Linked DNA regions of Gossypium hirsutum: regions 1 and 2 are each linked to region 3. The links are chromatin contacts, called in public Hi-C maps. All regions are on one chromosome and are shown on one strand. Each heading gives the region's core, a stretch centred on a gene start, on an enhancer-like site or on the middle of the called end of the contact. The rest is flanking DNA. Distances are from core to core; before and after follow the strand shown. Region 1 holds the start of LOC107892366 (tyrosine-specific transport protein). Region 2 holds the start of LOC107892421 (NAC transcription factor 29-like). Region 3 holds the start of LOC107892437 (apyrase 2-like).

What was found. Hi-C and Micro-C count contacts between places; a contact is called where the count stands out from the background.
Region 1: a contact with region 3 is called in a Hi-C map of leaf, with 1.8 times the contacts expected there. The contact joins the promoter of LOC107892366 here to the promoter of LOC107892437 in region 3. A contact is called at or near these places in 4 of 34 Hi-C or Micro-C datasets (leaf and petal).
Region 2: a contact with region 3 is called in a Hi-C map of leaf, with 2.7 times the contacts expected there. The contact joins the promoter of LOC107892421 here to the promoter of LOC107892437 in region 3. A contact is called at or near these places in 10 of 34 Hi-C or Micro-C datasets (anther, callus, leaf and 1 more).

What each region holds. Positions count from the first base shown.
Region 1 is chrA11:101,101,485-101,104,497 of Gossypium_hirsutum_v2.1, reverse strand. It overlaps LOC107892366 (tyrosine-specific transport protein), which reads right to left and starts at 1,335. Exons shown (of 2, transcript XM_016817438.2): 1 at 1-1,335. The coding sequence starts at 1,096.
Region 2 is chrA11:101,177,533-101,180,793 of Gossypium_hirsutum_v2.1, reverse strand. It overlaps LOC107892421 (NAC transcription factor 29-like), which reads left to right and starts at 1,869. Exons shown (of 3, transcript NM_001326797.1): 1 at 1,869-2,037; 2 at 2,116-2,441; 3 at 2,908-3,261. The coding sequence starts at 1,869.
Region 3 is chrA11:101,318,812-101,322,055 of Gossypium_hirsutum_v2.1, reverse strand. It overlaps LOC107892437 (apyrase 2-like), which reads left to right and starts at 1,255. Exons shown (of 9, transcript NM_001326798.1): 1 at 1,255-1,572; 2 at 2,448-2,576; 3 at 2,666-2,722; 4 at 2,809-2,901. The coding sequence starts at 1,255.

The sequences.
Region 1 (3,013 bases), core at 86-2,585, 220 kb after region 3:
GAACTGCAGACAAAGCAGAAGGATTCACTGAAAGTAAAAGGGATATAGGGTCTTTGGGGGAGGTATTTCCAGCCAGTCCTAAAACAATCAAATTCCATGACACAACCATAACTAAAGGAACAGCCCCTCCGATCAGTATTGCGTTTCGAGCCTCGGATACTGAATTTCCAGCAATCTTGCAAATAAAAGGAGTGATAACATGGAATCCTAATGTGAGTACAGTAACAGGAATTGCAGGCAAAATTGATGATAGACTCCATGAGGCATGGGCAAAGGAGCTTAATACATTTGCTCTGGCCACAGATAAACCAATGGCCACCAATGCAGTAATGGAGAAAAGCATGAGGAAGCATAAAAGCCTGTTTGAAACATCAATGACCTTGAACGGAAAGAACATAATAACAGTCCCAGCAGCTAGTGGAAACAAAGCATGAGCCAATAACAAATTCATCCAAGGAAACCATTGACACACTATTGAACCAATGCCTGAAACACAAGCCACTAATAAAGAAAAACTAAGGGAGGCATAAATGACCGCAACAAAAGCACCAAAATGACTTCCTAATGCCTTTGTTGCAAGGCCAGTAAAGCTCACTTCCGCTACACCCTCTTCTTCCATTACTGCAAAACTTAGTTCTGCAACAAGAATGATGGAGGAAATAACATAAACCCAAGAAAGAATAATGGCAATGGTTGATGGAAGTGGACCTGATTTTATCGTTGCAGCGGGTAAACCCAACATTCCAGGCCCTACAGCCGTACCAATAATCAAACTAACAGCACCCCAGAAGCTCTTGTCTTCTTGTTGGGATCTTTCTGGTAGCTGATTGTTCACTGTTTCAACATTATGTTCCTCATCATCAAGGGGAAAAACAGGAAGTGCCGAACTTTGGGGTGTAGATTTAAGGAGCGGCTGGTGATTCTTGGAGGGTAATGTAGAGAAGAAATGTTGGGTTATGGCAAAGAATGGAAGAGGCTTATTCTTGAATACCGGTGTGTAGGGAATGGACAGCCTGTGAGGCTGAGTGTAGAGATATGGAAGACTGAGTCTTGACTTCAATGATGAGATGAAAGATGGATGGTGAGAAAGTAACATATTGGCAAGAAAACTTTGTTAGCAAAAGAATCTTAGAGAATCTTGTGTACTTTAATTTTTTTCCCCTTTCTAGAGTGATGAGAATCTTTGAATGGAGGCTGATAGGCAGGGAAAGGCTCAGGGGAAAAACTTAGCTTCTATCTTGCCAGAGTGGAAGTACAAATAACCTTATATGGAGGAGATCATGGATCTATATAGACCAATTAGAGGGGCAAGAATGAAGAATGGGACTCATCAATATTAAATGTATGTTACAAAGGCAGCATGAAGAAAAAAAAGAAGAGCAACCATTCAAAGCCATGTTTCATGGGCCACGTTAAAAGTGGGCTTACACTCATAAAATATTTGGTAATATACATTTTTATATTTTGGGTATGAAGTATTGCTGGCGCACGTTCCATTTTCGAATTTTAAAATTAATATTTTTAGAATATAACATTTATTATCTTCAAAATAATTAATTTTTAAAACAGATATGGAATCAATTTTTTTAATTTTATTTTATCCCTACTTATTTTTTCAAAATGATTTAGAGAAATACTACTTTCATATTTTTTTATTTGCAATATTGGCACTCAACAACTTATGAAGCATGCATTTTATTTTCGAATTATTTTTTTTAATAATTTTTCAAAAGTATCGTGAAAAAGTATTTATTAAAAAATAAGTTAAAATTTAACTGTTTAGTATTAGTGTTAAAAATTGCTCTTGAGAAACAACATTAATCTTAAATTTTAAGTATTTTTAAGGAATTAATGTTAATTATTTGTATATTTTGTTTTGAATATATAAATTATATTTTAAATATTAAAATATAACCATTATAAATATAAATATATAAATATTAATTATTTAAAATAAATTTAAATAATGAAATAATTATGTATTCATGGTACGTGATATTCGCGACAGGTTTTAAAAATTTATAATTAATCGTTCTTGAAACTAACTATTATCACGATGAAAGTAAGTGTACCTATCGAACAGTAGTATAGCTTTAGTAAGACCGGATTGCCAAACCCAAAGGAACCAAGAGTACTAGTAATTACTTCCTTTTTATTATCTAGCCTAAAAATTAAGGTGTTTGTTTATCTAAACTAATTAACTAAACTAAGGATGCACAGAGAGAAAATTAGGGAAAAGCTTTTGAGAAAACTCGATTGATTAAGACAATACCCAAGGAAAAATCTACTTAGACTTCACTTGTTATTTGACTCTGAATCAGACGATTTATTCATTTGACTTGATCCGTAGAAATCCTTAAGTTATATTATTATATCTCTCGAGACTAATAACGTTTAACCCTAGGTTGATTAATTGAAATCTCTTTCTAATTAACACCTAGTGTTGCATTAACTCGATCTATGGACTCCCTTATTAGGTTTCACCCTAATCCGGCAAAATCTTGTCACCCTATCTCTAGGCGTGCAATCAACTCCGCTTAATTACGACAAATTTACTCTTAGACAGGGTCTTTTCCTCCTCTGAATAAGAGCATTAACTTGAATCAATATCCTGGAATATTAAAGCAAGAATTAAGAACATATAATTAAGAACAAGTCAAATATTTATCGTACAATTCAGATAATAATAACAAAATCTATCTTAGGTTTCATTCTCCTTAGGTATTTAGGGGGTTTAGTTCATAATTATAAATGAAAACATCTCAAAGAATAAAGATAACAAAACATAAAGAAAACTCAAAAACCCCTGAATAGAAATTGAAGGGAGATCTTCAGTCTTGATGATGAATCCGGCTTTTGAGATGGATCAAATCGGCTTCCCTTGAGTAATTCCTTGCCTCCTACTCCGTGTGTCTCTTCTAAGTGCCTCCTCAGGTGTTTAAATAGGCTTTTGAATACCTAAGAGCTCTCAAAAGTGGCCTTTTCCGAATAGGACTATACTTGGGCTTGACAA
Region 2 (3,261 bases), core at 620-3,119, 140 kb after region 3:
ATGGATTTTTGTACTAAAACTTGTGTTTATGAAACTTCAGTAAGTCTTTATGGTTATTAAAGTGTACCATTTTATCTAGCCTTGAGTGACAAACTGTTTACATTCTATATTAAATTAAATTGTAGTTTAAGTTGGTTTACATCAAAATTGGTTTTAAAAATATCAACTTTATGTTAGTGACACGATATTCCTAGATCTTCCTTAAGAGTCGGGTTTGGAGTGTTACAATTTGAGCTAACAGAAATGAAATCAAGTCAAACAATTTAACTTTCATAAATTTGCTCCCATTTAATCGATAGAGCTAAACTCTTTAAGAGATGTAATCAAGTTAAACAATTTGAGTTTCATAGATTTGCTTGCACTTAATCAGTAAAGTTAAATCTCTTAAGGGTTTTAATCAAGTTAAACAATTTGACTTCCACAAATCTGCCCCCACTCAGTCCATAAAGCTAAACCTAGTAGGGGATGTCATCAAGTCAAATAATTTAACTTTCACATATTTGCTCCTACTTAATCGATAAAACAAAATACCTCGAGAGATATAACAAACTCAAACAAATTGTTATGCATATTTGCTCCCCTTAATCGGTAGAGCTATATTCTTAAGGGATGCAATCAAGTCAAATTATTTGGCTTACATAAAAAATTTCCTAATTAATCGATAGAATGAGGAATAAATCAAGTCAAACAAATTGTATTCCATAGATTTGCTCCTACATAATTTATATAGCCACCCTCCCCCAAGATACAACCTAGTCAAATGAACTAATTTTAACATATATGTTGTTTGTAAGTGCTTAAATAGCCATAATTACTTGATAGCTCAAATAGCTTGGTGCAAGTTTTCACCAAGATATTGTATAACCTACCTCAGGCTTAGGGGCATATTGTTATACTAGTCCAAGAAAACAGGCCTCGTGCTTAAAATAACCAATAACTCAAAACACCCAAGCTTTAAGATCATCCAACTGGCACACAATGTTTTAGCAATAATAAACTATTAAGTGCAACAATTATATGTGACATAAATCAAGATGCAGGATCAACAAAAAGATTAGAGGTACAACCTTGCCAAAGAAAGATGCTTGCTCATATCAATCACATGAAAGAAGTAGCTGGAAACCTTTACATAAAGCCCCTATATGCTTTCCTTAATCATTCCCTCCCAATTACTTTAACTATTTCTTGATGGAAATCACAATGAAACCATCTCTAAGTACAAAACACAAATAACCTCCAACCTTTTTTTTTTCTTCAAGAAGACATTAACAATTTTAGTCAATTTTGATATAATATAAAACTTTAGTAATTTAAATTGACTCGGTTAAATCTAAACAACTGAAAGATATTTCTTATTCAAACCTAACCTCAATAACACTAATGGTAAAGGAATATATCCATTGAGGCCAAAAAATTGGAAAGTGGACACGTGGCAAAGATAGATGTCAAAGAAAATGATGTCATTTCGTTGAGCCGCCATCTTTAAGGTGCAGACAAAAATTGGAAAGCAAAACCAATAATCTTCAGTTTCAAAGCTCTCAATAGCTGGCACTTGGCGTGGGAGTAGGACCCTCCCTCAAATAATCAATAAAAAACACTAACAAATAACCAAAGTATTGCCTTGGCCTAATCCCCTCCGTTCATTTCATTTTCTTTTTTCTTTTTTTTTAATTATTCTCTCTTTTTTCCGCATAACGACAAAAATCCTACATCCATAAAATGCCAACCCTTCCTCCCCTCCCAAAAATTTCAATCCCCTTCTTCCTCTTTGAGTTGCTTTTGCTTCAATTCATCTCCCTTTCGTTTTGCTGCGCTTCATCTCTACTTCCTTTGTTTCAGTTCATCTTCAGCTTTCTTTTAAGTTATATATGAACATGAAGCATCCACAATCAAGTTTGCCTCCAGGGTTTAGGTTCCACCCCACGGACGAGGAACTCATCCTTCATTATCTAAAGAAGAAAATCACTTCCTCTCCTTTCCCTGTTTCCATCATCGCCGACGTTGATATTTACAAGTTTGATCCCTGGGATTTACCAGGTCAGAACCCTTTTTCATGTTTATCTTCATGCCATGTTTCAAAGCTTTTTTTTTTTAACGATGTGTTTTTTTTATCAGGTAAAGCTGCGTTTGGTGAGAAAGAATGGTACTTTTTCAGTCCTAGAGATCGTAAGTACCCTAACGGTGCAAGGCCGAACAGGGCAGCAGCCTCCGGCTACTGGAAAGCAACCGGCACGGATAAGGTTATAGTTACCTCTTCAATGGCAGATAGAAGAGGAGAAGTGCAAGAGAATATTGGTGTGAAGAAAGCTCTGGTTTTTTACAAAGGAAGGCCTCCTAAGGGGATGAAGACCGATTGGATCATGCATGAATATCGACTTGCAGATAACCCTAATTCCAACTTCAACAATAGACCACTCAAGTCCAAAGATTCCTCCATGAGGGTGAGCCTCATCTTTTAAGCACTCCATTTATTTTGGCTTTCAAAATTGAATTTTCATTTCAAGAAAATGAAACCTTTTACCATATACAAGAGTTTTTTTTTTTTTTGGAAAAAGAATATCTAAAACGAAGTATACAAAATTAGGACAGTTTTGTAGGATCTTGAAATTTCAACTTATGCTTTGATAAGTGTGATGGTGACATTGATTTTTTTTCCCTTTTCTTTTCCAAATAAAAAGAAAAAAAAAACAATGATTGCATTTTGCATAATGGATTTATAACTTCTTCATGGCTGGTAATGTGGTGTAATTCCATTTGAAGTCTACCCCTTACATTTAAATATACTCTCACATTTATCATTTTCTTATTAATGTTCTTAAAAATCATGCCTGCAAATGATGAAATGATTGAAATTTCTCTGTGGCTGACATACATGAGTTCATTTTTCTCTGTTTTTTTTCCTTTCAGTTAGATGATTGGGTTCTTTGCCGAATCTACAAGAAATCCAATGCTTTATCTTCAACAACAGCAATAGGAGCAGCAACAAGTGATCAAGATCTAGAGGAAGAAGAAGCAGAACAGTTCATTAAAGATGCCCTTTTACCAGCAGCCATTAAAAGCCCTCCAACCACCAATGCCCTTCTGCCTCAGAAATCTTGTTCCTTCTCCAACCTGTTAGACGCTATGGATTACTCAATGCTCAGTAGTTTCCTGGCAGACAACCAGTGCAATGGATCCGGATATGATCCCACTTCATTCACCTTTGAGCAGCCACTAGTGAATAATTACACCATTGGAAACAACAGCAGCAGCATGATGATG
Region 3 (3,244 bases), core at 6-2,505:
AAGAAGAAAAAATTACTGTAAGAGCTTAAACTCGTTAACGCATATATGGCTTAAAATTATTAAAAAATATATTAAATATTCAATAAGTGGTTCGATATATTGGTAAGATATATTGTATTCTTAAGAAAAGAATGTAAGTTCGAATATTAAAGATAATATTACTAAAAGAAACAATCATAAAATCTGAACTTATTATGATAAAAAATTTAAGCTCAAGAATATTTATAAATTAATTAATTAATTTTTTATGTATTGAGTTTTTATAATATATAATATATTGGATCTGTATTTAAAGTGGAGATATATATTATATTGTATTATTAATTTTGATTGATTAATTAATTAATTCAGTATAAAAATGAAATATCAAAAATAAATACAAGTGTTTGTGTAAACCAAAACAAGCATTTCCTTTGGCGTCACCTGATAATATTATACTACTAATTACAGAAAAAATAAATTCTTTACCGACAAAAATATTTAACCAAAAAAAGAGACATTTCAGTTTTCATTACCATTTTAAAATTTCATTTTATGGAAATTCAGTTTCTATGGTATAAATATCGTAAATATAAAAATAATACATTCTATTAAAAACATAAATTTGAAATATAAAACAAGCAATAGTGTTAAAACACTGAAATATGTCTCTCTTTTTTTTTTTATTTTGAAAATTTCCAATATTGTCTAAATTCAACTTCTAAATTCTTTTTATTTCATATAGAACAAAAATAGATGTATTTATTTTTAACACATGCGGTGATTGATATACGGCTGGGCCTGGATCTAGCTTAGCAAATAATGAATCCTCCTCTTTACGTTTAATTTCTCCCTCCCTCCCTCCCTCCCTAATCTCTCGCCGTCCCTTTCCTTCCCCTCCCTTCCTCCCAAAGTCACTATCACTACATTAGCTCCTTTCTTTTCTTTTCTTTCTCATTCCCATTCCCGCCCCCCCTTTTTTTTTTCTTTTTTTTCTTTTTTTTTCCCATGTGATCCACATTTCTTTTCCTCTTCCAATCCTTTCAATATCAATAACTTATTTGATCGGCTAATTCTTTTTTTTTTTTCATTTCATTATAAATTTGAAAATACCCCCAATCCAGAAAACTGGAAGATCTGGAGTCATTACCGACTTCTTCCGGGAACGGAAAGATCCGGTACAGAACACCATCCTCGGCCGAGTTATTCGAGTCCTTTGCAAACGGAGGCGCAATATCCCCCACCGGAAACGGGACCACGGATCACCCTGAAAAGATGAAGCGTTCATTGGCGAGACACGACTCCATCTCCGACCAGATCCATAGATATCGAGGCGTTTTGCTGGTGATCGCCATCCCTATCTTGCTCGTAACCTTTGTTTTGTATGTCATGCCGGGGAAATCTTCTACGGATACGGCCGTGATGGAGGAGATCGAGATCAATAGCAGGAAAGTGGGGGCGAATTCGAGAGGGAATAGGAATTATGCGGTGATTTTTGATGCGGGGAGTTCCGGGAGTCGAGTTCATGTTTATTGTTTTGATCAGAATTTGGATCTTGTTCCAATTGGCTCTGAATTAGAGCTTTTTGAACAGGTAAATTATTTTCCTATAATTCTACAATATTTTTTAAAGCTGAAAAATATATTGGCCTGTAATGCAGGTTTACAAAACGATAATTTGAGTGCTAATGTAATTGTAGTATTTTGTTGATAGATTTGCTAGGAATTAGAGCCTTTTGAACTGCCAATCTTTTTCAAAATATATATTCTGGCCAGATTTTACGTTTTTAATTATTCCTTTTAGTTTTTAAGAAACGCAAATTACTTATTCATTTAGAATGTGGATTAACGTAAGGGGGAATTTTATTATCATTTGTTTTTCTCTTTAATCGTTTTGGTGACATTATTTATATATTTAATGTTGAATTTGTTCGAATCTTTTAAGTAGGATTTGATTTTCTATGTTCTAATTATATGTTTAAATTTAGAAGCGAAAGATTAAAATTTGGAATTTTGAGAGTAAAATAAAGCTTTGAAATGATAATTCAAGTGCTTTAATTATGTTAGTGGATTTTATTTAATATATACTGTTATTTTTTACCACAATTTTTGTTGTCATTTAGAAATGAATTAGATTCCTAGGGATTGACTTCCAGGATATAAATATATTGTTAAATCTGGAGTTTTAGTGAAAATGCACCTTTAAAGTAATACTTTTTGTTGCATGTGTTCTTTTTAGCTTTTTTAAGAAGAAAATGTACTTTACGGGCATATTTTAATGTAAAATCTGAATTTGCATGCTTTAAAAGAGGATTTTACTATTGGGACTAAAGGAGAATTTTCTAGCATCAGTTAGTTGGTATTTTTAAAATTTCCATTTATTTGTATGTTCTAGACGAAGCTTTTTCTTGAATCTCTGCGATTGTATTCCATGCATTAATTGATTTTATGTGGTTTGTTTTGTTGCAGCTTAAACCGGGTTTGAGCTCCTATGCAAAAGATCCACAGGCTGCAGCGAAGTCTTTACTTTCTCTTCTAGACAAGGCAGAAAGTGTTGTGCCACTAGATTTGCGATCAAAAACTCCTGTTAGAGTTGGGGTTGGTATACTTAGATCCTTCAGTCATGCGTATTTTTGAATTCTAAGTCCTTTGAATTGCTGAAGACTGGTACTTTAAATGTTGCGTAGGCAACTGCAGGTCTGAGGGCACTAGAAGGAGATGCAGCTGACAGAATTTTGCAAGCGGTAATTCTATATTTGGAAGCATTTGGTCTATGTTCACGTTATTTGTCCATTTCCTCATGCGAATGACTTTTTAAATACTTATATAGGTTAGAGAACTTCTGAAAGATAGAAGTACCCTCAAATCTGAGGCAAACGGTGTTAAGATTCTGGATGGCACCCAAGAAGGTTCTTATGAGTGGGTATGTTTTGCTGAATTTCTTTACTTTTATACTTTGCTTTTATTTTGAGCTTAAAGTAATTTTCCTTAACAAGATTGATTGTAGGGAAAATATGTCAAGTGTGCTGTACAATGCATTTTGTTGCATGCTTGATCAGGCTCCCTTTTGTTGTGGTAGATTGTCATCAAATTTCACTTTATTCCTATAAATATTTTCCTAGAGGACGCTTTTACATGCTATAGCTGGTCAGCATTTATCAGTCTTACTCAAGATGATTATATGATGATAGTCAATTCGAAGGGGAGATCCTTGAGGTCTTCTCTGTGGTAACAAACAAGAATGCTCTAAAGGTTGGGTGATATAG